Regions from separate parts of the Mus musculus genome. Here all the other regions are linked to region 2. Evidence: chromatin contacts called from public ChIA-PET, HiChIP or PLAC-seq and promoter capture Hi-C data. All regions are on one chromosome and are shown on one strand. The core of a region is the stretch at or near the end of the contact, and the rest is flanking DNA. Distances in the headings are between cores, read along the strand shown. Region 1 holds the start of Gsdmd (gasdermin D). Region 2 holds the start of Exosc4 (exosome component 4). Region 3 holds the start of Slc39a4 (solute carrier family 39 (zinc transporter), member 4). Region 4 holds the start of Ccdc166 (coiled-coil domain containing 166). Region 5 holds the start of Cyhr1 (cysteine and histidine rich 1). Region 6 holds the start of Zc3h3 (zinc finger CCCH type containing 3).

The links. Promoter capture Hi-C pulls out the DNA fragments that hold promoters and counts their contacts. ChIA-PET counts read pairs in DNA pulled down with a chosen protein or histone mark. HiChIP or PLAC-seq counts read pairs in DNA pulled down with a chosen protein or histone mark.
Region 1: a FOXA1 HiChIP or PLAC-seq map of pancreatic cancer cells shows a contact between it and region 2. The contact joins the promoter of Gsdmd here to the promoter of Exosc4 in region 2. A contact is called at or near these places in 1 of 115 datasets of contacts at active chromatin or transcription factors (pancreatic cancer cells) and 1 of 9 other capture datasets (pancreatic islet).
Region 3: a contact with region 2 is called in an RNA polymerase II ChIA-PET map of effector CD8 T cells, with 43 read pairs. The contact joins the promoter of Slc39a4 here to the promoter of Exosc4 in region 2. A contact is called at or near these places in 5 of 39 promoter capture datasets (the C10 cell line, cranial neural crest, erythroid cells and 2 more), 2 of 484 Hi-C or Micro-C datasets (forebrain and spermatogonial stem cells), 3 of 115 datasets of contacts at active chromatin or transcription factors (effector CD8 T cells, embryonic stem cells and pancreatic cancer cells) and 3 of 9 other capture datasets (adipose tissue, liver and pancreatic islet).
Region 4: a contact with region 2 is called in a promoter capture Hi-C map of hippocampal neurons, with 5 times the contacts expected there. The contact joins the promoter of Ccdc166 here to the promoter of Exosc4 in region 2. A contact is called at or near these places in 7 of 39 promoter capture datasets (cranial neural crest, embryonic stem cells, hippocampal neurons and 3 more), 2 of 484 Hi-C or Micro-C datasets (both in embryonic stem cells), 5 of 115 datasets of contacts at active chromatin or transcription factors (bone marrow-derived macrophages, effector CD8 T cells, embryonic stem cells and 2 more) and 2 of 9 other capture datasets (adipose tissue and liver).
Region 5: a contact with region 2 is called in an HNF4G HiChIP or PLAC-seq map of pancreatic cancer cells. The contact joins the promoter of Cyhr1 here to the promoter of Exosc4 in region 2. A contact is called at or near these places in 1 of 484 Hi-C or Micro-C datasets (B cells), 5 of 115 datasets of contacts at active chromatin or transcription factors (the 230-238 cell line, the SCID.adh cell line, bone marrow-derived macrophages and 2 more) and 2 of 9 other capture datasets (liver and pancreatic islet).
Region 6: an HNF4G HiChIP or PLAC-seq map of pancreatic cancer cells shows a contact between it and region 2. The contact joins the promoter of Zc3h3 here to the promoter of Exosc4 in region 2. A contact is called at or near these places in 2 of 39 promoter capture datasets (the C10 cell line and hippocampal neurons) and 1 of 115 datasets of contacts at active chromatin or transcription factors (pancreatic cancer cells).

The regions. Positions count from the first base shown.
Region 1 is chr15:75,860,199-75,865,080 of GRCm38.p6, reverse strand. Gsdmd (gasdermin D) reads right to left here and starts at 2,742. Exons shown (of 11, transcript NM_026960.4): 1 at 2,600-2,742; 2 at 1,453-1,676; 3 at 645-837; 4 at 1-132. The coding sequence starts at 1,672.
Region 2 is chr15:76,325,298-76,329,983 of GRCm38.p6, reverse strand. Exosc4 (exosome component 4) reads right to left here and starts at 2,587. Exons shown (of 3, transcript NM_175399.4): 1 at 2,321-2,587; 2 at 748-954; 3 at 1-628. The coding sequence starts at 2,491. The coding sequence ends at 269. It also overlaps a transcript of Oplah not described here.
Region 3 is chr15:76,613,948-76,618,658 of GRCm38.p6, reverse strand. It overlaps Slc39a4 (solute carrier family 39 (zinc transporter), member 4), which reads left to right and starts at 1,789. Exons shown (of 12, transcript NM_028064.3): 1 at 1,789-2,086; 2 at 2,500-2,784; 3 at 3,420-3,615; 4 at 3,746-3,909; 5 at 4,001-4,172; 6 at 4,430-4,602. The coding sequence starts at 1,898.
Region 4 is chr15:75,979,477-75,984,005 of GRCm38.p6, reverse strand. It overlaps Ccdc166 (coiled-coil domain containing 166), which reads left to right and starts at 1,721. Exons shown (of 2, transcript NM_146059.2): 1 at 1,721-2,205; 2 at 2,319-4,134. The coding sequence starts at 1,777. The coding sequence ends at 3,239.
Region 5 is chr15:76,654,571-76,659,368 of GRCm38.p6, reverse strand. It overlaps Cyhr1 (cysteine and histidine rich 1), which reads left to right and starts at 2,475. Exons shown (of 4, transcript NM_001357882.1): 1 at 2,475-3,009. The coding sequence starts at 2,653.
Region 6 is chr15:75,839,434-75,843,899 of GRCm38.p6, reverse strand. Zc3h3 (zinc finger CCCH type containing 3) reads left to right here and starts at 1,992. Exons shown (of 12, transcript NM_172121.1): 1 at 1,992-2,050; 2 at 3,336-4,466. The coding sequence starts at 2,005. Gm34851 (a long non-coding RNA gene) reads right to left here and starts at 395. Exons shown (of 2, transcript XR_384203.2): 1 at 1-395.

The DNA.
Region 1 (4,882 bases), core at 1,493-3,992, 470 kb after region 2:
GAGCCCTCTTGGCTGTGGACCTCAGTGATCTGCACTTCCTCCTTTGTCTGCAGCACCTCGGTCACCACAAACAGGTCATCCCCACGACTCCGAAGCTGTTGCAGGATTTTGTTCTCAGGCTGCTGAAGGTGCCTACAGAAAGATTGCTGGGGCTCGCCCACCATGGATCAGTTTCCCTGCCTCCCATCCCGCTGACAGGTGAGATGGAAAGGCTAGGGAATCCAGGAAGTCTGTGGATACCAGGCTTGGGACCCTCTCCCCCTCCAGGGCACTCCCAACTGTGTCTAGGTGGTTGTGGGGTATGACAAGTTCAAACACGGAGAAGTGGACACTCGTGCCTGTGGAGGGACTCCATTGTGTACGATCCGTAAATGCTCCAAGCAACCAGGAGCTCAGCCTGATTCTAAGGCTCTTGGGCCCTGCCTCTATATCCTGATCTTCAGGATACAGTCCTGGCAACAGAGGCTGAGCATCCTTCCCAACCTGCTGTTGTTTCTACTACTCCACTCCTCTGGGGCTTCCCTCATTCAGTGCTGAGAGATACTGCCTCAGAACCCTTCTGATGCCCACAACCCAGCAACGCTCCCTAGAAGCACGGCTGCTCAAGGTAAGGGAAGCGGCATGCCTTCCCTTCAGGGGCTCACCTTTCATGCTGCATGGTCTCCCAGGTCTTCTGAGTCACACGCAGTATACACACATTCATGGAGGCACTGGAACTGTCAGACACTGCAGCCCCACCAGAAATTTTCCCTTCTCCCATGCCTGACAACATCACTCTGCCCTGAATGTTCCCATCGACGACATCAGAGACTTTGAAGGAGCCAAAACACTCCGGTTCTAAAACGAGACCAGCTCTAAGGTCCTAGTCCAGGAGCCACTGCCTTGTCTTTCCTCTGTAGTGATGGGACCTTTAAAGGACTCCCTACTCAGGCTGGAGAGATGGTTCAGTGGTTGAGAGCACTGACTGCTCTTCTGAAGGTCCTGAGTTCAAATCCCAGCAACCACAGCACTACGTTCCATCGGTAAGCAGCTCAGTCTCCTGTCAGGTCAGTACCCCCTTGACCACTCTGGGACTCCACGGGTTCTATAGACGGTGGCTCACAACCGTCTGTAATGAGATCTGACGCCCTCTTCTGGTGTGTCTAAAGACAGTTACAATGTACTTACATATAATAAATAAATCTTTGGGCTAGAGCAAGTAGGGCTGGAGGGAACAGAGGTCCTGAGTTCAATTCCCAGCAACTGCATGATTGCTCACAACCATCTGTCCAACTACAGTGTATTCACATACGTAAAATAAATAAATAAATTAATTAATTAAAAAAAAAAACCTCCCTACTCTGGAAATAGGACCAGAGGAGTAGAGTTGAACATGCCCAGTTAGATGGCAGGCTGGGCTTTGCCCATTCCCTTCTGTTCAATCTTGGGGGATCAAGATGGGAAAGAAGATACCTGGTTCTGGAGCACTGGGCTCCAGGATGTCCTTGATTGACAGGTTGACACATGAATAACGGGGTTTCCAGAACCTTGAGCTTGAAAATTTCCTGTTCAGAAGGCAGTAGGGCCTGAAGCTGGTGGAGTTCCGCAGGCTGTCCACCGGAATGAGATCGCCTCTGCTGCCGCTTACCTCCTTGATCACATTCTTGACCACTTTCTCAAAGGCCGATGGCATGGTCCTGGGGGCAGACGGCAGGGCTCCGTACTTAGTTCCTCCAGCACTCAGGAACCCCATCCCTTCAAAGTAGCCTTGCCTTGTTAGTCCTGGCACATTCCTGCCCGACCAACACAACACAGACACGATTCACTCCGTGGCTCGCCTATCTGTCTCTCCTTGGGGCCACAGCACTTAGGAGGAAGAGGAGGAGGGGGAGGGGGAGGGGGAGGGGGAGGAGGAGGAGGAGGTAGTCTGTAGTAGGTCTATACTATCTACATCATTAATTACTGTGCATAGCCTTTGGCCAATTGCTAAAGTCTAAGATACCTTGTTGCTCTCCCTGGCTGAGGGCCAAGGCTGGGGAAGGAACACAAGCCCCCACTTCTAAGGGATTTAGCACAGGAGCCCACAGCAAAGCCAGTGTTCCAGGGCTCAGTGGTTTCCTCCAGGGCTCTCATGTACAGCTCTGTGAGCTACCTGACCTGATTGAACTTTCATGGGTCAGAGGCCAAAACAGGCCTGGGACAGACAACCTGGGCACTGTGGAGGAACAACTCTACACCTAGGAAACTGGGTCTCTGGGCTAACGGTGGAGAGTGAGGCAGGAAGGCCCTTGGTGATCAGGGAGGGACTTATGGGTCAAGGAATCATCCCAGAAGCCTAGAGAGTCCCCCCTCCTTCCCCTCCCCCCACTCGGTCCCCTCTTCCCGCCCCAGTGTCAAGTCCAAACCAGGCTTGTCCCACTGTATCACTAGTGGGTGACCTCCATAGAGGGTAGACCCTAGCTGCTAGGGCCCCTTCAAACTGTCTTCAAGGTATAGTGGGGCTTCTGGGAAGGGCTAAATCCCCAACTCAACAAGCAAGCATCCAGGCCATAGCGTAGACCACACTAGATAGAGGAGGGGCGGCTGGGCTCTGGAAGAGCTGGGTAGCAGGGTGGCTCACCTCGATTTTTCACCCCTGCCGAGGTATCTGGGTCCACCAAGCGAAGCGAGGACCTGCTGGGATGCCGGGGAGGGGTCTATTGTCTGCTCAACCCGGGAGCAACGGGAGCCACGACCAAGAGCGGAACTCAGGCGGCAGGACACAAAAGTGAAACCGTAAAGCTTCAGCCCGACGTAGCGGGCGCGGTGCTTTCAAGGAGCCCTCCCTCCCGGAACAGCTGCGCAGCCTGCCCTAGCCTCCTCCTCCTCCTCCTCCCCGGAGCCCGCCTGGGCTTCGGGAATTCCCTGCGATCCGGGAGCTTCGCTTTCTTCTAGTTCGGGTTCCTCCAAGTTCGCAGCGCTTCCCCCCCACCCCGCCCCCCTTTGGTTTTTTTTTTTCGAGACAGGGTTTCTCTGTGTAGCTCTGGCTGTCCTGGAACTCACTCTGTAGACCACGCTGGCCTCGAACTCAGAAATCCACCTGCCTCTGCCTCCCAAGTGCTGGGATCAAAGGCGTGCGCCACCACCACCAGGCTTCACTTATTCTTTCTTAAACACCTGGGCCATAGTAAAAGATCTGAATGGACTTCTCTAGGAATACACAACTGAACCAGTTGCCAGCAAGCACACCATTAGTTATCAGGAAAATGCAAATCAAAACTAGATAGCATCAAAGCTACTCTGCTGGCTGACATCCTAAGTAAATAGCAGTAAAGCAAACCCCATGGTCCTTGCAGACAGGAAATTGAAAACAGAGCTGCTCTAGAATACATCCACAATTTTTCAAACGGGTGAATGTAGAGTTACCAGGTGACCTAGCAATTGGACTTGTAGGTGCATATCCAAAGCAAGAGGTCATCTTGGGGTTGTGGCTATCAATGGTGAAGTGTTTCTCATACAGCAAACAGAAGGTCAAACAGATATGCCTACACCAATGTTTGCTGTAGAGTTTAAATTTTCCTCTTGAGATTTTAAAAACTTATATCCCACGTGTGGGAGTGTTTTGTCTGCATATATGCAAGTGCACCATATGTGGGTGCCAGGACTTGAGTCCCCGTCCTCTGTAAGAGCAGCAAGTGCTCTTAACCCCTGCACCATCTCTCCAGTTTCCATGGTAACATTTTAAAGAGTCAAGCAGATAACCCTCAAGTGACCTGAATGACAATCAATTCATACATAGATTAAAATTTTGTCCAGTTCTGGGCCCTGCACACACTAGGCAAGAAAGCCCCCTATGACCAAGCTCTGTCACCAACCCTCAATAGGGCGCTTGCATGGCTACTGAGAAGCTTGAGTACACCTATAAGACACATTGCAGAATGTGGATAAACCCTGAAAACACGGCCACAAGCGGAAGAAGCCAGACCAAAACTAATCCAAGCCAACCAACCAACCAACCAACCAAACAAACAAACAAACAAAAAAATGACACATCACTGTGCAAGCCATTTTGTATGAAATCCCCCAAGTAAGCCAACTGTTCATGGTTGCCAGTGTCCTGGGGTGTGGGCAGTAGCCACACGAGTTTATTTATGTATGCATTTGTTTATTTAATTTAACTTTGAGACAGGGTCTCTTTATGTATCCCCTGCTAGCCTGAAGCTCAATAAATAAACAAGACTATCTTGGGACTCACAGAGATTTACCTGCCTCTGCCTCGTGAATGCTGGGATTAAAGGCATGAGCCACCCTGCCTGTACATGTTTGAATATACTAGACTCACAGAATTATGCACTTTTAAATGGCTCGAGTGTATGATATATGAATTGCTTCTCAATAACGACATTTACTTAAAAAGCTCTGGACTCCTGGGGGGCTATAGAGATGGCCCTGCAGTTAAGAGCATGTGCAGTCTGATGGCCCCGCAGTTAAGGGCATATGCAGTCTTACAGAGGATTCAAGATCAGTTCCTAACACTCATATGGTAGCTGGTGACCAAGTTCCAGAGGATCCAGTGAGTCCTTCTGGCCTTCGTGGGCACTACACACACATAGGGCCTTACACACAGAGAGGGACATACTAGGAGACAAAGCATAAAATAAAAATAAAGAAAAAAAGTTTTAAATAAATCTGGAGTTTAGTAGAAGCATTCAACCCAGCTACAGGCTCCTCAGGGCCATAGTGTTTTGGTATCAGGTGCTGTGGACTTAACCTCCAGCACATGGTTGCTTATAATCAGCCCTCGAAGGCCTCTCTTAGGCTGTGGATTGGAACAGTGTGGCTTGAGCTTAATGTAAGGCTCTTGAGAGTGTCCCCTCTCTCAGGCTTGGCCATGGTGGAAACAGGCTACTGCCGGGTCCCTTCA
Region 2 (4,686 bases), core at 1,338-3,837:
GTGTGTTGGAGGAGTCTGAGGTCCAAGCTTAAGGGTGAAGAAAGTCTGAATTCGCATGCAGATTCATACTCCCAGGGGTCTTTGCGGACCCTAATATCTGGGCAGGCACAACAGGTGCACCCTTGCTCTTCCTAGCACAAGTGCTCTCTCCACTTAGGGACTGCACTATAAACTGCGCTGTAGGGCCCTGAGCAGCTTTTAAGTGCTGTACAGTAAGGTGTACTCGGGAGAAGAACAGGCCTTTATTCTGGAAAGGGGTGGTTGCCACTCAGTCCCCCAGTGAGACAGAGGCCTCCTGCACGTGCTGTCGGACGACAAGGTCCAGCAGAGTGTGCACACCTCGGGCCGCCTGGGCAGCAGCCTCTAGCACCTGCTCCAAGTGGTCTTCGTGCAGCCTCGAGTCCATCTCAAGCAGTGCGATCTGGCCGGAGGCGGGCAGCAGGGCCAGGGCGAGCTGGGGCCCTCCAGCTGCTTCCTCCACGTGGCTGAGGTCCGCTAGTGCTGTGCCATCCACAAAGCCAGCTGAACATGCGCATACAAAGTCCCGCATAGGTATCCCAGCATCCATCACTGCTAGCGTGGCTGCATTCACACATGCTGCGTAGGTCCCACCATCTGCTTGCAGCACCTACAGGGGGCATCAAGACATCTGATGGACTGACATCCGCATCCTGCAGCATCTCAGACAGCCCACATAGCTTTAAGCTCCGCCCCCGGGGGAGGGGTTTGACGGTGCAGGTAGCTCACCTGCACGTAGATGTCGATCTGAGAGCGGGGGTGCAGCTGTGTGAGGATGGCTGCCTCGAAGGTCTGTCGTAGCTGCAGCCCCATCTCACAAGACTTCCGGTCTCCATGAGGCCTTCGCTTGCGCTCACCTGTGCTGAAGGTGGCTGAACTGTACTGACAGTTCACTAGAGCCCGGTCAGGCAGGGCTCGAGACCGGGAGCCCCGGATCTAGAGGAAAAAGAATGAATGAGCCAGGCCTGCCTACCTCCTGGGACGCACTCGATGGCTCAACCTTCCTCCTCCTCTTTCTAAAGTGCTAAAACAAACAAACAAAACCCCAGCTACTCTGGTTCCAAATCATAGCTGAGTGGGGGGGGGGGGCTACTTCTCAACCTAAGCCAAAGCATTGTCACCTTTAGCAGCCAACTCTTTGTTCTTCAGTTTCTCCATTTCCTCCCAAATTATTCCCATTGTGGCCACCATGATTACAAACATCTGGTTTGACTGTGTAACCCACACACTAATATTTTACTTACCTTCCAGAAGCTTCCCATTACAGTAATGTAAAAGAAAAAAAATCTCAATTTCCCTGACTTTCAAAGCCCTGGGTCCTCACCTCCTTGGTAACTCCTCAACTCTATTTGATCTACTGTCCCTCTCCCTACCAAGTCTTCCCTCATGTGTTCTATACCTGATCATCCACCTAGAAAGCCGAGCTCCATATGCTAGCAAACCTTAAAATGTGCACATTTGCCAGCCTTGCTACAGCACTGCGACACAGCAATAAAGGCAGATAATTTAATGTCCTTGTTTTAGGAGTTTATGTTCCCGTAGAGAAACAAGCAAGGTGGAAGACCCAGGAAAATCGATGTAGTAGGTGCAGAAATAGCCTGAGAGGCCTTTTCCTGACAAGATGTGGGAAGAATGAGCTGAAGGAACAGGGAGTGAGTGGAGCTTCGCCAGGCTGGCTGAGGCACCTCAGAGATGAAGCGGGCAGCCCGTGAGAAAAAAAAAAAAAAAAAAAAAAGGCTAAGCAGAGGGCCCACTGAGACGGAGGACTTAAGCTGTAAGACACAGGTATATTCCCTCGAGGTGGGATCACAAGCCCCCGGTCCCTGCATGAGACAAATCATAGTGGCTGAGGGCAATCTGAAGCAGCTCCATACCCCACACGTGGGATCAAAACAAAAACATAATCACATAACATAACTGGGTTCTTAAAGAAACCGATATTCTCAGTACCTCACGGGGCCTAACACACAAATTTGAGGGCCATGTTAGGGACGCAATTTTCCTGAGAACTCAGGGCATAATTATATTCACTGCTTAGAGGATGCAACACAAAGAGGACTGAAATGGAAGTCGGCCAAGAGAAAGAGCTCGTAAGATGAAGTCAAAAGAAGCCAGGTTCTCACATCATCCCCGCTACAACACGTTGGGACAACCTGTGTGAGATGCTTTCTGCCGGGAGGCCCACAGGGACTCAGATGGGATTGTAGTATACTGCTGCATGGGCTCAGGAGTTAAGCCGTACGACTTAGGTCTCCTCCCTTGATGTGCGGCCAGGAGCCCCCGGTCCCCGCCGCTTACTCGCCTCGTGCGGCCCGTAGACCACCGCCAGTGCCTTGGTGTTGCCCTGCTCGATGTAAGCCGAGCCATCGGCCTGCGCAAACACGCCCATCCGCGCCTGGATCTTGCGCAGCTCCCCCGCGCGGCGACCGTCTATCCGGTAACCCTGATCGGACAGGAGCTCCAGCCCGGCCATGATGTACAGTCCTGACTCCGCCTCCGACAGCTCGACCTGGACCTTCAGGACTACGACTTCCGTCGGTACGTTTCCTTTTCAGTCTCGGTGAACTATAGCTTCCGGTAGCCTAGTCGCTTTCCGGTCAAAGGGAACTGCGGCTTGTGGCATCCCCGGCTTTCTGAATGTTCGACTTAAGCCTTTCAGTTCCGGGAAACGGAAGGCCCGAGGCGAACGGGTTTTTGTGCTTCTCCCGGGTTGTTGGAGTAGGTACGCCAAGAAGACTGGCTTCCGGACGTCTTTGGTTTGTTGGAGATGCTGGCCCGAGCAGAGACATTTTTTGGTCTTATTTTTTTTAATTGTATATCTATTTTTATTGTATGAGTGTTTACTTGCTTGTATGTCTATTCGTCACATGTGTGCTTAGTGCTGTGGAAGTTAGAAGAGGGCGTCAGATCCCATGGATCAGGAACTACAGGCAGCTGTGAGCCACTGTGTGAGTGCTGCGGAATCAAACCTGGTCCTCTGCCCGCGTGGTTTTTACCGTGGTCAGTTTAGCTAAGCACAGTTGTTTGTTACACATGATTATTATCTCTGTGGCTTAGTTTGTTTGTTTGTTTTTTTTTCCTTTTTTCATTTCCTTGGTTAAATCCATAAGTTTCCCTCCCTTACCTTGCCCAATAAGTTTCTCTATCACTTGAATACAAACACAAAGGGCCTGCAGTTGTATATATGCATCTGTATAGTAGGGCTTGAAATTCTGATTTTTTTTTCTGATTATTTTTAAAGTGTGTTTTTAGATGTTTATTTATTGTTATATCTAAGTACACTGTAGCTGTCTTCAGAAACCAGAAGAGGGCGTCAGATCTCATTACGGGTGGTTGTGAGCCACCATGTGGTTTCTGGGATTTGAACTCAGGACCTTTCTTTGGAAGAGCAGTCAGTGCTCTTATCCACTGAGCCATCTCACCAGCCCGGAATTCTGATTTATTTTTAAGGATTGGGTCATTTAGTATACACTTTTTTGGAGTGTTTTCACTCGGAATATGAAATCAACAGTCCTCAGGTTTTGTTGTTGTTGTTATAGATAAAAGATAGATTCACAGAAAGAACACTGAGCTGAAATTACTCTTCAGGTGGGCCTTATTAGGAGAGTTAGGGCACCGCTGTCACAGACAGCAACGATGCACCCTTGTGGGCAAGAATATTCAAAGGAGTATGCTCTGGAGAGATGAGTGTGACATAGAACAACACAGGTGTCCTGGAGGGAAGGCGCATTCAGTTCTGAAGAGTTAGGAGAGTTAGAACATCACACCAGCCAGCTGGAGCGGCTCAAGCCTTTAATCCTAGCACTCAGAAGGTGGGAGCAGGCAGATCTCTGAGTTCCAGGCCAGCCTGCTCTACAGAGAGTTCCTGGACTACACAGAGAAATACAGTCTCACACAAAAAACAAAACCAAACAAAAAAACAAAAACAAAACAAAACAAATAAAAACCCAGAAAAACAAAAACAAAAAAACCCCAATGCATAAACAAACAAAACCACCAGGACCCATATGTGAACAGAACTCTTCCTCCTATTCCTCTTCTTCCTCCTCGTCCTCCTCACAGAAGTTGTGGTCTAATGGCCTCCATGCCTACACCATGGCAGGCACCCCTGTCATTTCCCCAGATAAATAAAATGTAAAAATAATGTCTAGCAGTAATTCAAAGCTGTCTTGTGTCTGGGGAGGGAAAGAACTCTGAGTATTACAGGGTCATAGCAGCTTTTTATCAGCTCTCTGTCCCAAAAGAGACTGTTTAGGGAGGCAGAGGGACTGTCACCTACCTGTCTTGTTACTCTTACAATTCTAGCTTAGTATATTCTAACCTTTCATGTCAGTCCAGTACAACAGAAAGAAGAAGAGAGACACACCATTCCTACCCCAGCACCTCTCCTTGTATCTGTCTCATAGTGACCATTGTCATTAGCAGGGAGCTTTACCCTTTTCACCTGCCGCCCCCCCCCCCCCCGTCATCCAGTCCATTTAGTGCCTAAGGAAATGTATGTCACTACCCAAAATTAAAAAATTAAAGCAGTGAGCTTAGTGTATAGAATACCGAGAAGAGAGGGTGGATGAGTCCCAAGGTTGAACATCCCAAGACATATGCAACCAGTGCTGGGGACACCCCCCCCCAGCTCCATGAGAGGTCTGTCAACATTTAACCTCAAGAAAA
Region 3 (4,711 bases), core at 540-3,039, 290 kb before region 2:
ACTGTGATAACACACAGAAGTTGCCACTTGGACCACATTTCAGTGGCACTGAGTTCAGCCATTGTATTGTCCTTTCCACACCTTCATCTACCCAAGCGAAACCTTCACAAGTAGTAACTCCAGTTCCCGGGTGCTGAAGTTCACCATTTGACTTTTTTTTTTTTTTTTTTTTTTTGGCCCGAGGGAACAATTGTTGCGGCATACAATAGAGGTGAAAGAACAGCTTTCTGGAGCTGCATTTTTTCCTTCTACCACCGTGAATCCTTGGCAAGCTTCTTTACACACACACACACACACCACACCACACACACACACACACACACACACACACACACACACACACTCACCTATGCAGTGAGCTGGCTGGGAATGAGCAGGAGAGGCAGTGTTAGCTGCACGAGGGCTGGCTGTTCTGCCTTTCCGAGCTCAGGCAGGTCCCTCCTTTGAGGGAGAGATCTAGGGAAGCCAGAACAGCCAGGCCTACACAAAGACTTCTCCCTAGGGGATACAGGGAAAGAAAATCAACCTAGTCTTAGCTCTCAGCTGCCCAGCAATGAAAAGAAATAAGAAAGGCAGTTTGGGTATATGGCATCTTCAGAGCTCCATGTAGGGAATGCTCTCAGGTTGGCTCTCCCAGTTCCCAGTCATAGTTCTTCCATAGGACCAGCAAGGATGCTGCATTGCAAGGATGCTAGCCATAAGAAACATTGACATGTGTATGTTCGGAACAGGTCTGAAGCAGTTGACCCGTGAGCTCAAGGATACTCAGCTAGATTCTTTCTCCACCCTGCCCTACCCTCCAGAATACTAGGGGACAGAGTTCGTTAGGCATTAGGTTCATACTCAGCCACACCCCAGAGGGCTAGGGTCAGGACTGGTGTGAACTTGAGTGGAAGAAGGCCACAGTGCCTCTGGGGCTACCCAAAGCCCTCTTCCAGAAGGCCAAAATGCCTTGTGACCCGGGAATTGTCAGTTCCTGGAGATTCCAACCCCTCCTTCAGCCTGCCACCTGGATAGAGATAAGGCTCAGGGGTCAAAGGCTGGAAGGCTCAATGGGGGAGGGGCACAGCTGGGGGCCCCAGCCCTACCTCCTTCTTCTTATGCTCAGGCTTTAGCGCTCACAACAGGGCCTCAAACTCCTACTGCTCAACTCGAACTCTTCCAAGCCCCAAAAGTTGGCTAGGACCAAAGTCACATCTTTGTTTCCTGTTTGTCTAGGTTGGGGCTTTAGCCATTTCCTGGGGATTTTCCCCGAGGGCTGGGGGTGGGGGAGCATGACGCAGCAAGTACCCTGCAGAAATCTCCCATTGTAGCCCATATTGGACCCAGCGGCCTTAGCTCAGGAGCCAAGAGCAGCACCCCCACCCTCACCCAGGCTACAAGATTTGGAATTTGTCTAAGCTGCTTGGGCTGAGAGGCAGCTGGTGAAGGGTGGAGGGAAGCCTAAGAGCTCTCCTGAAAATGTCAAATAGAACGCCCATGTTTGACTTGATAACATCTACGCGCTCAAACCTTTAATCCCCCTAGCTTCTGGTCCAGTGGCAAGGTAACAGGCGAGGGTGATCTGGGCTCTTCAGGGAACAGAGGAAGCCCTGACTGGCAGTTCAGGGTGTGACAGGTTCAAGCCGCCCACCTAAGGACAGGGACCCACCTTTAGCTCCAGCCCCAGGAGGCACCAGCTCTTTCTCCCCAGGCTTTCGGGGAGGATCTGCCACTGGAATGGCTAACCCAGCAGCCAATCACAGAGCCCTGTAGGAAATATCTGGGAGAGGTCTTGGAGCTAGGGCCAAGGCAAGTTGAACCCAGCTCCAGTCTGGCCCCGGACAGTCCCAGCTGTCTCCAGCTAGCCCAGAAGTCAGCACCTCTACAAGGAACGCTTTTGGGGGCCTGAGGCGTGATGCTCCCAAAGTCGGTCACACAGGGACTTGTGTTGGCTCTGCTGGTGGGCACAGTGGCAGTGGCCCGGCCCAGGAACCTGCTCAGCCTGCTCGCCTTGGGCCAGGGTGCTCTGGATCGCCTGGAACTGGACGGCCTGTTAAATACGCTGGTGGCCCGTGTGCACTGCACCGACGGGCCGTGTGAAAAGGTAACACCCCCACCCGATGGGTCCCCCAGCCCCGGCCCCTTCCTGCCCGCTCCACCCTGTGGCAGGCACTAAAGAGATCTGGGCAAACTCCAGGAGGCGGGTCTGGAGGCTGGTGTCTGCACCTGCTGGCAGGCTGGAGCCTCCCTTCCGTTTCTGGGGGGCTTATACAGGCCTGGGCCTCCATCCTGGGACACACAGCTCCATTCCCCCAGGCTATCAAATTTGTGGTGACTCACAGTGACCACTCTCACCTTCAGGATGGGGGAGTAATTGCTGGGGACCCCTTTGTGTAGGCTCCTAGTCAAGCTAACTACAAGGGGCAGAACATGACATAAGATAGCTGATAGAATCCATGCCTGTAGGCTATGCCTGGTAGGCTTAGTCTAGCTCAGATCCTGTCTGTTTGCCCACAGTGTCTGTCTGTGGAGAATGTCTTGGCTCTAGGCAAACCTGACAAGCCACAGCCTGCCCCAGAATCAGTCCTGGAGTCCAGACACATTATTTACCTTAGTGCTGCTGCTGCCCTCTACCTTAACAACCCAGAGAAAACATGCAAGGACATCCAAGCTGGCCTCTTGGCCTCCCATGTGGACGATTACCTGGCCACACTGGAGAGTCCAGAGGCCATGACCCTGGGTCTGAGCCAGCTACTGCAGAAGATTGAGGCCCATGCTGCCAGCCAACCCACCGGGGAGAAGGTGAGGGCCCAGACAGCTTTTGGGGGATAATGACAAGGACCTTAGTGCCATGGAAGGGAGGCTGCCCCAACAAGGGAGATGTCCCACGTGCAGCCTCATTGGAGGTACTTAGGTGGGAATCAGTCTTGTGCACAGTTGGTAGAACGGGGTCTGCGGGAGTCTGGGGGAACCCTTTGGGGGAAATGACAGTCAGGAGAGCTCTGGGGCCAAGGTCATAGGCCACAGTGAAGGGTGTGACTAGCTGGGGCAGCCTAGGTTTATGGTATAGGTAGCTGGTTTAGGGACATAGGCTGATGTCTTCTGTGAAATCTGGGAAGTAACTTGAGGAGGTTGGAGCCGGGCAGTGGTGGAACACGCCTTTAATCCCAGCACTGGGGAGGCAGAGGCAGATGGATTTCTGAGTTCAAGGCCAGCCTGGTCTACAAAGTGAGTTCAGGACAGCCAGGGCTATACAGAGAAACCCTGTCTCGAAAGAAAGAAAGAAAGAGAGAGAGAGAGAGAGAGAGAGAGAGAGAGAGAGAGAGAGAGAGAGAGAATGAACTTGAGGAGGTTGGGAGTTGATGGGAGACCCAGGCAGTGAGGTGGACTCCTGAAGCCAATACTGAGGGCAGAGTTGAAGACAATCTCTTTTACAGACCTGTGTAGATCTTCCCCAACTGCTGGAGGAGGCTGAGGCAGCAGGGGTTTCCAAAAGCGCCGGCCTGGTCTTGACTGCCTTGCTGGATCATGTCATTAATGGGTCCTGCTTCCAAGGCCTGCCTAGCCCTCAGTACTTTGTGGACTTTGTGTTCAGGCTACACAGTAGTGACCCTCCCAATATCACGCTGCATGGTGAGGCCTAGGCTACGATCGTCAGCCGCTACTCTTGGGGAATGGGGGGACAAGGCTGGAGCTGAGCGCACTGACTGCACTGTTTTTGTTTTTGTTTTTTTGTTTTTTGCTTTTTGTTTTTTCTTGCTAGAACTGGAGAATTTGATGCATCACCTTGGGGTGGGTGGAGAGGACCACAGTGACCATGATGACCACGGTGATCATGCTGACCACAGTCATCCGGACAGGAAAGCCAGCCACCAAGACTCTGAGCTCCATACTCCCCACAACAGCAACTCTAGTGTATGGGACACGGTACGCCACTCATGCCATTCTGGAGAAAGAAGACAACCTTCCATGGGTCTGTTCAGACACCTGACTCCTGTCCTGTTCTCTTTGCCTCCAGCTGTGCCTGAGTGCCAAAGATATAATGGCTGTGTATGGGCTATCTGAAGAGGCTGGGGTGAGCCCTCAGGCCTGGGCCCAACTGACCCCTGCCTTGGTCCAGCAGCAGCTAAGTGGAGCCTGCAGCCCCTACCCCACTATCCGTATTCAGGACCAGCTCAGTCAAACAGAGAGTGAGTCCCCCGCCCTGGGTGCTAGCCTCAGGTTATTGGGCTCTAGAAGGGGGCATGAGTTGGCATTGAGGAATGAGGAACCACTAAAGGAGGAAGAGTAGTGGATTTCAAGGCTAGAGGGCCAGAGTAAATAGATTCCTGGCACCTGCTGACGGCATCTCTGTAGAGATCTTGCCCACTACATCCTGCTTGGCTGGACTTGTGGGGGATTGCCTGTCTAGGAAGCAGGGGAAATCTCAGTGTAGACTCACCCACAGGGTATCTCTATGGCTCGCTGGCCACCCTGCTCATCTGCCTCTGTGCTGTGTTCGGTCTTCTGCTGCTGACCTGTGCCAAATGCAGCACAGCCACCCACTACATCATGCAGACCTTCCTAAGCTTGGCTGTGGGCGCACTTACCGGCGATGCTCTTCTGCACCTGATACCCAAGGTCAGCCGTCACTCAACAGGGCCCCCCCCCCCCCACACTGCCCTTTTCCCAGCCTCAATCAAGCCTCTTGTAGCCCTGAAGTTCCCCAGTCAGTACTCGCCCCCTTCTC
Region 4 (4,529 bases), core at 472-2,971, 350 kb after region 2:
ATCATGTCAAAGGTCTCTTTTGCCTCCTAGATCTGTGATTGGTCAAACACTACAAACACTTTGGGCGTTGTGTTCGAGAGTACTTCTAGGTGATCTTGGCTGCTGCCCTTTTGCTTGGCAGGGTGATGGTGACGTCCCTGTACAGAGTCAACACAAGCCCGTGGTTTATTTGCTGCCACTCTGCTGAGCCCGCACCCCCCACTGAATGGTTGTCACCTCCGGTATCCACTAGCAAACCGGCACACTGCTGATGTTTTCTGATCAAGATTGAATCCTGTAAAGACACTGTCCGTATAGAGCTCATAGCAAAAAGGGAGACATTAAATCCCCGATGGACCCCTTGTATCCTCTAGATGTCTGGCTTACGGGCAAAGAAAGCTAAGAAGGTAGAATGGATGGGCCTCGTGGAAAAGTGCACTGGCCAAAAAATAAAAATAAAAAGTGGGCAAAAGAGTCCATTTTTAACCTGAGGGGCACTTAGCACTCATTAATGGCCCACAGACAAGCAGGAAGCACTAGGTCCCTGGCTTCTCTAGCTTGCATCTGGCACCTTCCTACGTGGGCCCTTTTAAATTTATCACAGATCTACTAAGGGACTGAGCCCATGTAAATGGAAAGGGGGGGAGATTTTGAACCCCAGAAGGATGGGAAAGTTTCTATGCCAATCAGAGAAGTAGGGAAAATTTTACCTCCCTGAAGAACCTAGCCAATGAGGAATTCGGAGGGGGGGGGGGATATATAGGTGTGTGTGTGTGTATATATATATATATATATCACTGTTTTGAGCCAAACTTGCAGACTAGCTACTTTTGCCCTTTCAATAGGTTGCGCAGACTTAGCAAGGCTGTAAAATAAAGTTTCCCTTTGGTTTGGCTACCGAGTCTCCAGCGCTTGGATTATGAAATGAAGACCGTTGTTCATCGTGCATTTTATCTGAAAGGTAGTAGCATTCCATCAAGGCTTTAGATGCCAAGCGTCCCCTTAGAAATGCTGTGTGGAGCTGAGCGTGGTGGTGAATGCCTTTAATCCCAGCACTCCGGAGGCAAAGGCAGGCTGATGTCTGCGAGTTTGAAGCCAGTCTGGTCTACAAAGCGAGTCCAGGACAACCTGAGCTTTGTTACACAGGGAAACTCTGTCTCCACAAATAAACAAATGTTGTGGGGAGGCTTCATCCTGAGAGCATGAAGACTTCACAAGGAAAGGGGGAGAGCTCGCTCAAAGCTGGATAGAGGAGGGAGCGTCGGTGAGAGTCCCCTTATGCTGTGGGGCCTGAAGCGCAGCTAGTGGAGTGAAAGCAAGAGCACTAAGACCCGGGTGAGTGGAGGCTGGGCACTTGGAAGTTAGTTCAGTGTCTTGAAGCTGAAGTTCTGCCTGACCTGCGACACTGTAACTGAAGAATCATGCAAGGATATAAGAAACCTTAGGGAATGAATGATTGAGTCAAGCCGTTGCCAGAGCAACAGAATGGGATGAGGTCGAGGCACTGCAACCAAGTTCTGTCTCCATAGAGGTTGTTCAAGCTGGACATCAACATTCCTAGAGCTACGCACCAGGATGCGAAAGCTGTGGTCTGGAGGGAACGCTTATATACAGATTGGCCACGGTGCTCTCTGATCCTTAATCCTGCCTGCTCTGAACCTCATAATCAGAAGACACACCCTTGAACCTAGGGTGCAGTTCTCCAGAATTTTCGGGTTAAGAAGGGAGAGTAACTGAGCTGGGGGAGCGGGTGGAGCACAGCGCTCTCATGAGTCCAGTTGGCTTGGGCCTCAAGCCATGGCGCCCAAGAAGAAGCGCGGACAAAACGCGGGGCGCAAGCAGGAAACTACAGAGCAACCGCTCTCGGAGCGCGCGCAGTACCTACAGCGCGAGTACGCGTTGCTCTCAGAAAGCCTGGTGGCCTGTGAGCAGCGGATCGACGAGGTGCTGCAGGACAACGAGTTCCTGAACAGAGAGGCGCAGCGCCTGCGCGAAGAGAACCGGCTTTATGTCGGTTACGTGAGCGCGCACGCTCTGCGCTGCGCCAACGCCGTCGTGCGCGTCGAAGACCAGAACCGCATGGATCTGGCGCAGATCCGGTGGCAGCGAGCGGAGCTAGCGTCCTTCTACCACGGCCGTGAGGACGGGGTGCGCGCTCAGCTGCAGGAAATGAAGAAGCGCGCGGAAAACATGACGCAGCGGGTGCAGGAGCTCCAGCCCTACAAGGCCAGTGCGCGCGCCCCCCGAGGACCGGGCGGGCTCCAGAGGGATGGGCGCGCTCCCTACCGGTGCGCTGATCGGCGCCCCCTGCTCCCCAACCCTCACCCCACCCCATGTAGGAGCTGCAGCTGGAGCAGCTGGCGCGAATCCGGACCCTGGAGCGCGAGCTGCTGCACATGCGCGTGGAGCACACGCAGCTCCTCCACGGGGTGAAGCGACGCTTCCTAGATGAGAAGACGGCTTTCGAGCGGGAGGCGCGGCTGCAAGTGCAGTCCCTGACGCGCCGCTCCGAGCGGGAGGCCGCACGTTCCCTCATTTCCCACGCACAGGCCCTCAAGGCGGACAACGGGTATCTCCGACAAGAACTCATGAGACTTCTCCAGAGGACCCAGTTACTGCAGGACATGCGACAGCAGCTGCTAGAGCAGCGGGAGCAGCTGCGCCGGGAGCATGTGGACTTGAAGAACCTGGAGCAAATGCACGGCTGGTTGCAAAGGGGCCCCGGGGGGCCACCGCTCTGGCAGCCACCCCAAAGCCTCCAACCCAGCTTGCGCATCGGGTCAACCAGTCACGTTTTAAAAGCCCAGGCTACGCCCCAGTCAGTTCCAACCTCCCGGGGCCAATCCATGGATCTGTCACACCGACCCTCCAAGACTCCATCTATATTGTCCAGTGAGTCTCTTCCGGGCCTATCTCAGAAGGCTGGGTCAGTGATTGCTCTCCGGAGTCCATCACATCCAGGATCTCGAGTCTCATCTCTGACTCCATCACGCAAGGACTCGCGTGTCTCATCCGCGACCCCGTCACGCAAGGGCTCCAGGGTTCCATCCATGACCTCTGGTACCTTGCGGTCGCGCGAGGGCTCTCGGATCTCTCCACAGCCCTCCTTGCGTGAGGTCTCTCCAGAAATTGACACACCTGCAAAGTCCAGTTCCAAGCTTCCCACAGCCCTGTTGGAAGATCAGGCCCCTCTCAGCCCACAGTTGGAGGAGGCAGAAAACGCTGAAGACGACACAGAAACTGTCTTGGAGCAAGCCTGAACCCACACGAGGAGGCAGGCCAGTAGGGCATAGGGTGGAGGACAAACCTTGGAAGATTTCTTGGTGCATAGATATGTTAATAAAAGTGTTAAATAAGCTCTGTGACGCTCTGACACTTGCCTGGGTCGATGCCCTTGTATTTCAAGTGAGCAGAGGCCTGCTATTCGAGCTACAGCAGAGCTGGTTGTATCCTTGGCTGCTGGAATTCGATGTTCTTCCACCAACAGCCAGCAAGGCAGGCAGGCTTAGGGAAAGTTGGGTAGTGTAATTTCAGCAGCAGAGGGCAGATTCTGTTCTCAGCACAGGGAGAAGTTACTGGGCTTTTCCAATGCTTTATATAATACGCACACACACATATGTATGTAGGTATGTATATGTATATATGTATATACATTCCAATTTAGGGAACACTGCAAGAATTATTAGGAATTCCCATTGCCACCCATCTAGATGAACAGGGATGCATGTTATATATTTGGTACTTTCAGCCATCCGGGATTCTGTTGGAGACAGTTATGCCCCTTAATTTTAAATATATCCCTGTGTTTACTGAATAGGACTTTGACCTGTTTTCTTCCGGTGCTGGGTGTTGAACCCAGGGCTACCTCCTGAGCTACAGCCCAAGCCCTGTCCCAACTTTCTTCAAGACATGATTAAAATTAGGAAATGCACCTTGGAGAAAATACTGTAAACTAAATCATACTGGCCAAATTGTCCCTGTGGTGTCTGTAGCTAGCTATGGATCTTACCTGGGTCACATCTTACATTCCATTGTGCTGGTCTGTCCTTTCCTTTATAGAAAGGGTCTGTATAGGTCAGGCTGGCCTTGAATCCAAGAGATCCTCCTGCCTCTGTCTCTTCAGTGCTGAGATTAAAGGCATCCACCACCACCTCAGCCCCGTTGTCTTGTCTTTTTTTTTTTAAACTTCTTTTTAAAGATTTATGTATATGAGTGCACTGTAACTGTCTTCAGACACACCAGAAGAGGGTGTTGGGTCCCATTACAGATGGTTGCGAGCCACCACGTGGTCACCAGGGATTGAACTCAGGACCACTGGAAGAGCAGTCAGTGCTCTTAACCGCTGATCCATCTCTCCAGCCCTCTTTGTCTTAATGTACAAGACCAGTCGTTAGAGCACTCCTTAACTGAGTTTTGGAGTCTGTTGGCTTTGAGCACCTTTCCTGTCCAGGAAGTCCAGGGCAGTTGACACCTCCTGACCCAGGGTGCAAGATGAGGGAGCCCACAGCCTTGGTACTTCTGTCATTGCCTTGGGGATCTTGTGTTCAGGG
Region 5 (4,798 bases), core at 1,226-3,725, 330 kb before region 2:
CTCCTAATTTGAAGATTCATTTCCTATCTCCTCAAACTCACTACTATTCAACGTGTCATGGTTTCCAAACCCAGGACTGAATGGAGCACTGTCCTGTCCCACCTGGTATTGGCAGGGGTGTCCCTGCATGCAGCGGTGAGCTCTGTACAGGTGAATATTCTTTTTTTTTTTTTTTTTTTTTTGGTTTTTCGAGACAGGGTTTCTCTGTATAGCCCTGGCTGTCCTGGAACTCACTTTGTAGACCAGGGTGGCCTCGAACTCAGAAATCCGCCTGCCTCTGCCCCCTGAGTGCTGGGATCAAAGGTGTGTGCCACCATGCCCGGCTACAGGTGAATATTCTTACTTTCACAAACTATGTAGATCCCTCCACTAGAAAGAGGATGATGCTCCTCCCATGGGAGGCTGGGACTCCTTAACAGTCCCAAACTCTTTCCTACTTAAAAGTGGCTGCTTTTAAATGGCTTCTTTTCCCTTAACGTGTCTCTCTTTCCCGGTGTCAACAGTCCAGTCGAGGAGCAGCTGCCGGCTTCCTGCTCCAGACCTTTGCTGCCATCATTATGTTGGCCCCAGGGCCGAGCACACATGAAGACTGTCTCGCTGGAGCTTGGGTTGCCACAGTCATCGGTCTGCCTCTTCTGGCCTTCGATTTTCACTGGGTGAATGGGGACCGCTCTTCTGCCAACCTGCTTCTGGGAGGAGGCATGGTGCTGGCAGTGGCTGGTGATCACCTGGGCCCTGAAGGGTGCTCTGTCGCTGGGCAGGCAGTACTGCTGGTGGTTGCAGTGACCATCCTTATTGTGGCTGTTTTCACAGCTAACACTTACGGGATGTGGGGGGGTACCCTGCTGGGTGTGGCAGGCCTCTTGAGCAGGCTGGAAGAAGACAGGCTGCTACTGCTGCCAAAGGAGGATGTCTGTCGTTGGGCCCTGGCTGCAGGTAGTTGGGCCTATTGCAGGGCCCTGCACACACAGCGCCTGCAGTGGGAGTGATTGTAGCACTGATTGGGGCTTCTGTGCCAGGTACTACTATGCCTCCTACCTGCCCACATGTAGAGCCTGTTATAATTTTACTAATGGGCAGAGCTTGGGTGCTATCCCTTCTCTAGTCATGCATGTGTGGAAGTTTACCTAAACCAGAATGCTAACAACAGGTCTTCAGGACACTTGGGGCCTGGGAGGAACATGGTTGTGAGTCAGAGACCTGATTTCCAATAAACGTAAGGAATATACAGGAGTATGGAATTTGTTTATTCTTGAGCTAGCTTCCTAAGGCCTGTAAGGTGATTTCCCTGAGTAAAGGAGTGGGGGATGGGCTGTAAGTAGCAGAAGGTATTATTCACTTTGGCATCCTGGTAGACTTGCCAAGAGAACCCCCAGAGTGCCAGGCATGGTGGTGCAGGTCTTTAATTCCAGTTGGGAGGCAGAGACAAGCAGATCTCTGTGAGTTGTGGGTGGCCAGGCTGGCCTACATAGTGAGTTCCAGAATGGCCAGTGCAACATATAGTGAGACCCTGTATCAAAAAAAGAAAGAAAGAAAAGAAAAAGAAGAAAGAAAAACATTTTTAAAAAAGAAAAGAGAAAAAAAAAAACCAACTTCCCGTGAGAAGAGAGTTTTGGGCCTTGGTTTCCTGGGACACAGTAAATTTGCATATATCCTTGGTGGACCTGGCAGGTGGCCCTCTGGGGCAATGACCTTCACAAACTGATGGCTGTTTTCATAAAGGGCAGAAGAGTGCTATACCCTCAGCGATTCCCAGAAATTGCACATCTCTCTGGACTGACTTGATTACTACCTGTTTGACACCCTCTTGTCTGTGCAAGACATACCTTATAACTTAAAACCCCCTCTTTCTTCTATTCCAACTCTTTCTTTCTTCTACTCCAACTCTTTCTTTCTCCAACTCTGAGGTTGGGACGAAAGAGGTGGGTTAGGGAGTGAACCCAATAATCCTTCGCTGTTCCTGTACTTGCATCTTGTTGACCTTTATACCGTCGCGCAAGAGTGGTGGTAGGTGCGTTTTTCAAGATCCTGCTCTAATACTCCGGTCAGCTAGGCCAGAGCCTTGCACACACAAGCCCGAATTTCTGTACACATTGGCACAGGCATCCCCCCCCACCCCCCGCGCGCGAGCGCGACATGGGAGGCTTAGGGGCGCTTTGCACTCTCGAGGAGTCTGAAGTCTGGGGGCCTCTCCAGACCCCGAAGCTGATGGTACCTCTCCAAGGGCGGACTCCCCAAATCCCCCCACCCCCCGCCCTTCTCCGGATCCCCTCCTGGACCCCACCCCCTTCTGTTCACCTTCGAGGGTGGGTGGGCTCTCTGGCGTCCTCGCTCGTCCATTGGAGGTGGCCGCCGCGTCGTCTTGGCCCTCGCGGCGCTTCCATTGGCTTGCGCGAGGCCCACGTGATCAGGAGGGCGAGGGGGCGGTGGCGTGGGGGGGGGGTCCGCAGCGAAAACAAAGATGGCGGCCGCGCCGGGGTTGGTGGCCGGGGCGGCTGCGGGCCGACGGGCGGGCCAGGCCCACTGAGGCAGCTGCACGGTGGGCAGGCTGCGGGGTCGCCGCGGCAGTGAGAAGCCGGCAAGGGCGCGCGGCGACCCTAACTTCCAGCCGGCGAGCGCGCCGGCACCCGCCCGCCGGGCCGGCCGGCCGTGATGTCCGGCGCCGAGGAGGCCGGCGGGGGTGGCCCGGCTGCAGGGCCCGCGGGTGCCGTGCCGGCCGGGGTCGGGGTAGGGGCCGGGCCTGGGGCTGCCGCGGGGCCGGCTGCGGCGGCTCTGGGCGAGGCGGCGGGGCCCGGGATCCCGGACGAGGCGGCCCTGGCCGGCGCTCGGCAGCTGCAAGAGGCGGCCGGCGACCCCGACGCGCCGCCCAAGAAGCGGCTGCGGGCGGCCGAGGCAGCCGAGGCGGCGGCGGCGGCAGTGGCAGCGGGCAGTGGAAAGCTGGAGGAGCGTCTCTACTCGGTGCTGTGCTGCACCGTGTGCCTGGACCTGCCCAAGGCTTCCGTGTACCAGGTAGGGCCGCCGGCCCGGCCCGGCGCCGCGTTGCCTGGAGGCCTGTGGCCGGTGGCCGGGAATCCTTCCTATCCAAACATCCACCTTCCAGGTCTACGAAACCCCGCTCCTGTCTCTCGAGGCTCCTTATCCTTTCTTGCTCTGAATCTCATTTTCTGTGTTCGATGGTACCCTTTACTCCCCAGTCTGAATTTCCATTCTCCTCCGTAGATCTCTTCACCTTCTGGTTCCTCCAGGGTGCCTCCTTGATAGATTCCACATTCTTTTCAGCTGACCATGTAGAGATCTGTGAACAGGTACCCACCCTTTTCTACTGCTCATCAATACTGTCCCTCACTTCTAGACCCCTGGGTGAAGAAACTTCTTTCCTGGAGACAGGGCTCCAATTCTGGCAGCCACACCCCCAAAAGTGTCCTTCCATATCTGAACAACTAAGTAAATCTTCTTTTGTGCCCTGGGGAGTCAGTCCTGTGTCCTTCTGAAGACCTGGAAGAAAGGAGGGCCTCTCATCCCTTCTCAGTTCTGATCTGGAGGAAGCAATCCGCAACAAACTTTACTGTCAGGGTACTTTCTCCTGCCCCAGCCTAGCCAGTATTTCTATTCGGGGCCACCTCACCCATACCAAGCTGGCTTCCAAGGTTGCCAGTATCCAGGAACTTTGTCCTGCCTTCCCACTTGAAGACCCAGCATGCCAGTCAGTCTCAGAGTCCTGGTCTGTGTGGGTCTAACATGTCCTCTTCCAGGTAAAAGAGAGCAGACCTCTGGTTCAGTGGGAAATGTCTGTCCACCTTCCCCTGGTCTTTCTGCCTCAGTTCCCAGCCTCTTTGAAAAACAGAGCAGAGTCTCTTGTCAGCTTTCTTTGTACTTTCAGGAGCTAAAAGTGGCTGGTGGGGCCTGTTTCCCTGCTTTTCTTTACACAGAAGACCTGGCTGAGGGCCAGTAGAGGTCTAGTCTGTGTAGCCGTTTCCCTCTCCTTTGGATCTCCGTGTTCTTTCTGCCTTGGCTTGTGGTTTTGAGGTGGTGTGGGGTGATCCTGATGACCTGGATGGGGCAGTCACCCTCCTAGGTGTTAGGCCGGGCGAACTGGAGACAAGTTTCCCACAGCTGCTGATTCTAGCACCGGTATTTACCTCTCATTTTAGGGGCCATCAGAACCTGCTCACAGCTAGCCTTTTTCTTGTCTTGGCTTCTCGGCCCTTCTTAGTGGGGGGAGTTCTTCCTTTCCTAGGATTTCGTGAGAATCCAGCAAGACAGGCCAATGGAAGGGGGTCCCAAGGAATTCAGGGGTTTCCCAGTTGGTCCTGGCATGATGGTAGGCCACATGGCATTGGCTCCTGGTCTACACAGAGAGCCACAGTTCTGCTTCTGCCCAAAGTGGCTAATGAGACTAGCTGGTTCAAACCAGTCTACACACTGTGTTAGTTGTTGCTCTGGGTTGGGCATCTGAAGTCAGGCAGCTGAGGGATGTACTAGATGAAGTGAGTGGAGGGGCTGCCTTCCCAGATCCTGACCCAGGGGGAAGGCTGCCAGGTTCTCTGAGATGAGCTGTGTGCATTGACATTGATCTCCAAGCCCTGCCACTAGCCTCCTTCGCACCTCCCTTCTGCCAGGGTAGATACCTAGATGCTTCCCTGTCCTAAGGACTGGGAGAGTCCTCTAGAATATGTCATTTTGGAAGAGTCTTGGGCAAATGCTGGAACTTTGACTGTCCACAGATAGCATGTAAAATGGGAGTGCAGCAAGAAGAATAAGGAAGGGAACGTCCTGGTGTCTAGGAATGCTGCCAGAA
Region 6 (4,466 bases), core at 743-3,242, 490 kb after region 2:
TGCTGTTCCTGGTGGTCATCCCATGGTGCGGTGCTGGCATCTCTAATACGCTGGGATTTCTCACTGCAATTAGGCGTCGTCAATAGCCTCTCATAGGCTCCCTTTAAGGTACCTGACCTTAACTTCTTTGCATGATCCCTCAGGCCTGGGCCATCAACTGCAACTCAAGCTGCACTTTCACCAATGGCCTTCCCTGGCATCTCACAGTGCCAAGCTAAGCTGCTCTCCATAACACTTTACGCCTTCAAAACTAGTACCACTTGGGTGATTCTTATACATTACCAAGTCTGGCTTCCAGCATGAGGTACATCCCCGGCTATTTCTAGAACACAGCTTCTTTCTGCTTTTAGAAAATACTTCCCAGAAGATTTCACCTCAGTGATGCTGGTCTCTTCATAATCACCACTAATTTCTTAGCTCCAGCTAAACAGCATCAATTGCCCCAGTAGTCCCTTCTATTCTTGACTCTAAAGCCAGAGCCACATGCCCGAAGCTGCTGAGTTCTGCTGCTTGCTGGAGCTGGGACATGGGCACCTTGTCTTATGACATTATCACCAACCTTTTGTTTTTCAACTCCTTCAGTGCCTAACTTGGCTGTCCTGGAACTTTCTCTGTAGATTATGCTGGCCTTGAACTCAGAGATCCTCCTGCCTTTGCCTCCAGAGCACCTGCCTGTCTCTAGAATGCTAGGATTAAATGTGTGTCCCATCACTGCCCGGCCTGCCCGGCTATCTACCCTCACTTCTTCTTTTTTTTTTTTTAAAGATTTATTTATTTATTATATGTAAGTAAGTACACTGTAGCTGTCTTCAGACACTACAGAAGAGGGAGTCAGATCTTGTTACAGATGGTTGTGAGCCACCATGTGGTTGCTGGGATTTGAACTCCGGACCTTCGGAAGAGCAGTCGGGTGCTCTTACCCACTGAGCCATCTCACCAGCCCCTACCCTCACTTCTTAATGCTTGTCTTACAGGTATTCACTATCAAACCCAGCTTCTAGAACTTCTTTTTCAGGCGTAACAGTAGACTATGCAGATGTAGCTCACTGGTAGAGGCTTGGCCGGACTTGAGGCCTTAGGGCTCCAAAGATACTGCACATTCCTACATAGTGGCACACTCTTAATTGCAGCACTTGGGTGGCAGAGGCAGGCAGATTTCTGAGAGTTCCAGGCCAGCCTGGTCTACATAGGGAATTCCAGGACAGACAGAGGTACATAGCGAGATTCTGTCTCTAACAAAACAAATCACTGGATAATATCCCATTTCCATGTAAACAGTCATTCGGGTTAGCTATTATAAATAATGACATACAAATATGTTAGAATCGGTGTTTTCTACGCGTTGGTTATACACCTAGACGTGGGACTGTCTGATCACGTGGTAACTACCGTGAGTTTTTTTTTTTTTTCAGTATTTTCTAGAGGTTGCAGCCTTTCCTACTAAATGCCCTCAAGAATTTTCTTAACACCTGTAATCATCCGAAAAAAAAAATTGCCTCCGATTCCTTTTCGCTGTTCTCGTGCTGCTGCGGCAGCAAAGGCGTTAAAATGGCATCCCTTTGATTCCAGGTCCGGAGGCAGAGGAAAGAGAACTTCCGTAAGTTCGAGGCCAGCCTAGTCTACATAGCGAGTTCCCCAGTTATGTTTCTCTCCAGCCAGAAATACATCCTGTCTCAAACAAATAAATTGATAAAAGGAATTCCTGGGTCTAGGGGAAACTGTTAGCAACCTATCTCCTCCAAGTCTTCCGAGGAACCCCCAGCGGTGGAAATGATGCGCAGGAATTGGTGCAGAAGCCAGATTGCGGGCCACTTCCGGGCGCTTCAAGATGACGGATTTTTCTCGTTCTGCGCATGCGTCCTTCCAGGGTTGCCGGGGCGACGGTGCCTTCCAACCCCGTGTCCACGCATAGTGAAGTTCGGCGTTCTCTCCTCCCCGCCTGCGGGGACCAGTCGCGCGGCGATGACGTCGAGGGGGTCTGGCTAGGCGTCGCGGACTCCGGAGATGGAGGAAAAGGAGCAGCTGCGGCGGCAGATACGCCTCCTGCAGGGTGAGCTGGCTGCGGTCGGGCCGTGTGTTCCCTTGTTTCTTGTGATCGCCGTAGACCCTCTCCGAAGCGAGTGCTGTCGGTTGCGGTCTCCCGATGGTCGTCATGGGTGGGCATCGGAGCGGCCGAGTCGGGTTCGGCCCTCGCGTGACAGACCCGCCAGGCTTCGGGGCGAGGGAGCGGGCCGGGCCTCCAAGGGGCTGTCAGGAGATGATAGCACGGTGGTCTTACCAGCGAGTGGTCGCGGCAGCCGACTTCCAGGTTCGGCTGGCTCGGAAGCGTTTCTCTTCCGCTGCCGTTGAGTGCCTTTGGCTCGATTCAGGCACAGCCCCCACGTACTCAGGGCTGACTACCCAGGCACCAGCTTCAGCTTCAAATGTTTAGACTCAAGTTGGTCTTTATAAGCGTTCATATCGTTTTCAAAGTTTCCCCCACAAAAGCATGTCCTAAGGAGAGTCCAAGTGGCCTTCCTATTTGAGACTACTTCGTGCGTTTCCCTAACACCCGACCGGAGGTGTCTGGCAGGATTCGAGGGTCGAGGCAGGCCCTGTGTGTGTGTGTGTTTGGTTATTGGGGATCCAGCGAGCCTGCTGGCGTTCCTTCACTCTTCTTCCAGGGCTCCATGAGTCACTTCATTGGAAAATCCTTGTGGTGGTGGTATCAGGTGTTTTTCTGTAGGAGATGATGTTAGTTAGCTGTTGGGTCATCATTGTGTTTTTGTTTTTTTGTTTTTTATTTCTGTCTGTCACGTACTGGGTTAGAGAAGCGTCAGTTCTGAGAAGACAGTTATGCACTATGGTGCAGTCCTGCAATTTTCCCCGTGAGTGGGTAAACTACAGGGCCTCAGTGGAAGACTTGTCCAGTTCTTACCCAGGCACCACAGGTTTCTGGTCCCTGACTGTTTTTTTTTGTTTTTTTGTTTTTTTTTTTGGTTTTTTTTGTTTTTTGTTTTTTGTTTTTTTTGTTTTTTTTTTTTTGGTATAGGGAGTGACACTTGCTCTCAGAACATTGTAGATCTCATAGGCCAGGGGGTAGAAGCAGTCATACCACAAAAGCTGCCATCTTCAGGATAAGCAAGCCAAATACTAATAGTGATGGAGAAGTGCTCACAGAATTGACAAGCCTAGAGATTTGGACTGAACTTTACATGGTTTCCAGTCACTTAGGACTGCTCTCAAGTCAGCAAGGCGAGCAGGTCTGGAGTATTAGGGTAGGGGTAGTAGTCTTGATTGGTGCTGTTTTTATTCACATCTCCTAGGTAACTGAGCGTGTGATTCTGCCTTCTCAGGTCTAATTGATGACTATAAAACACTCCACGGCAATGGCCCTGCCCTGGGCAACTCATCAGCTACTCGGTGGCAGCCACCCATGTTCCCGGGTGGCAGGACCTTTGGCGCCCGCTACTCCCGTCCAAGTCGGAGGGGCTTCTCCTCACACCATGGCCCTTCGTGGCGCAAGAAATACTCCCTTGTGAATCAGCCTGTGGAATCTTCTGACCCAGCCAGCGATCCTGCTTTTCAGACATCCCTCAGGTCTGAGGATAGCCAGCATCCTGAACCCCAGCAGTATGTACTGGAGAGACAGGTCCAGCTCAGTCCAGATCAGAATATGGTTATTAAGATCAAGCCACCATCAAAGTCAGGTGCCATCAATGCTTCAGGGGTCCAGCGGGGGTCCTTGGAAGGCTGTGATGACCCCTCTTGGAGTGGCCAAAGACCCCAAGGAAGTGAGGTTGAGGTCCCTGGTGGACAACTGCAGCCTGCAAGGCCAGGAAGAACCAAGGTGGGTTACAGTGTGGACGACCCCCTCTTGGTCTGCCAGAAGGAGCCTGGCAAGCCTCGGGTAGTGAAGTCTGTGGGCAGGGTGAGTGACAGCTCTCCCGAGCATCGGCGGACAGTCAGTGAAAATGAAGTGGCCCTCAGGGTACACTTCCCATCTGTCCTGCCCCATCACACTGCTGTGGCTCTGGGCAGGAAGGTAGGCCCTCATTCTACCAGCTATTCTGAACAGTTCATTGGAGACCAAAGAGCAAACACTGGCCACTCAGACCAGCCAGCTTCCTTGGGGCCAGTGGTGGCTTCAGTCAGACCAGCAACAGCCAGGCAGGTCAGGGAGGCCTCACTGCTCGTGTCCTGTCGAACCAGCAAGTTTCGGAAAAACAACTACAAATGGGTAGCTGCCTCAGAAAAGAGCCCACGGGTCGCTCGGAGAGCCCTCAGTCCCAGAACAACTCTGGAGAGCGGGAACAAGGCCACTTTGGGTACAGTTGGAAAGACAGAGAAGCCACAGCCTAAAGTTGACCCAGAGGTGAGGCCGGAGAAACTGGCCACACCATCCAAGCCTGGCCTCTCTCCCAGCAAGTACAAGTGGAAGGCTTCCAGCCCGTCTGCTTCCTCCTCTTCCTCTTTCCGTTGGCAGT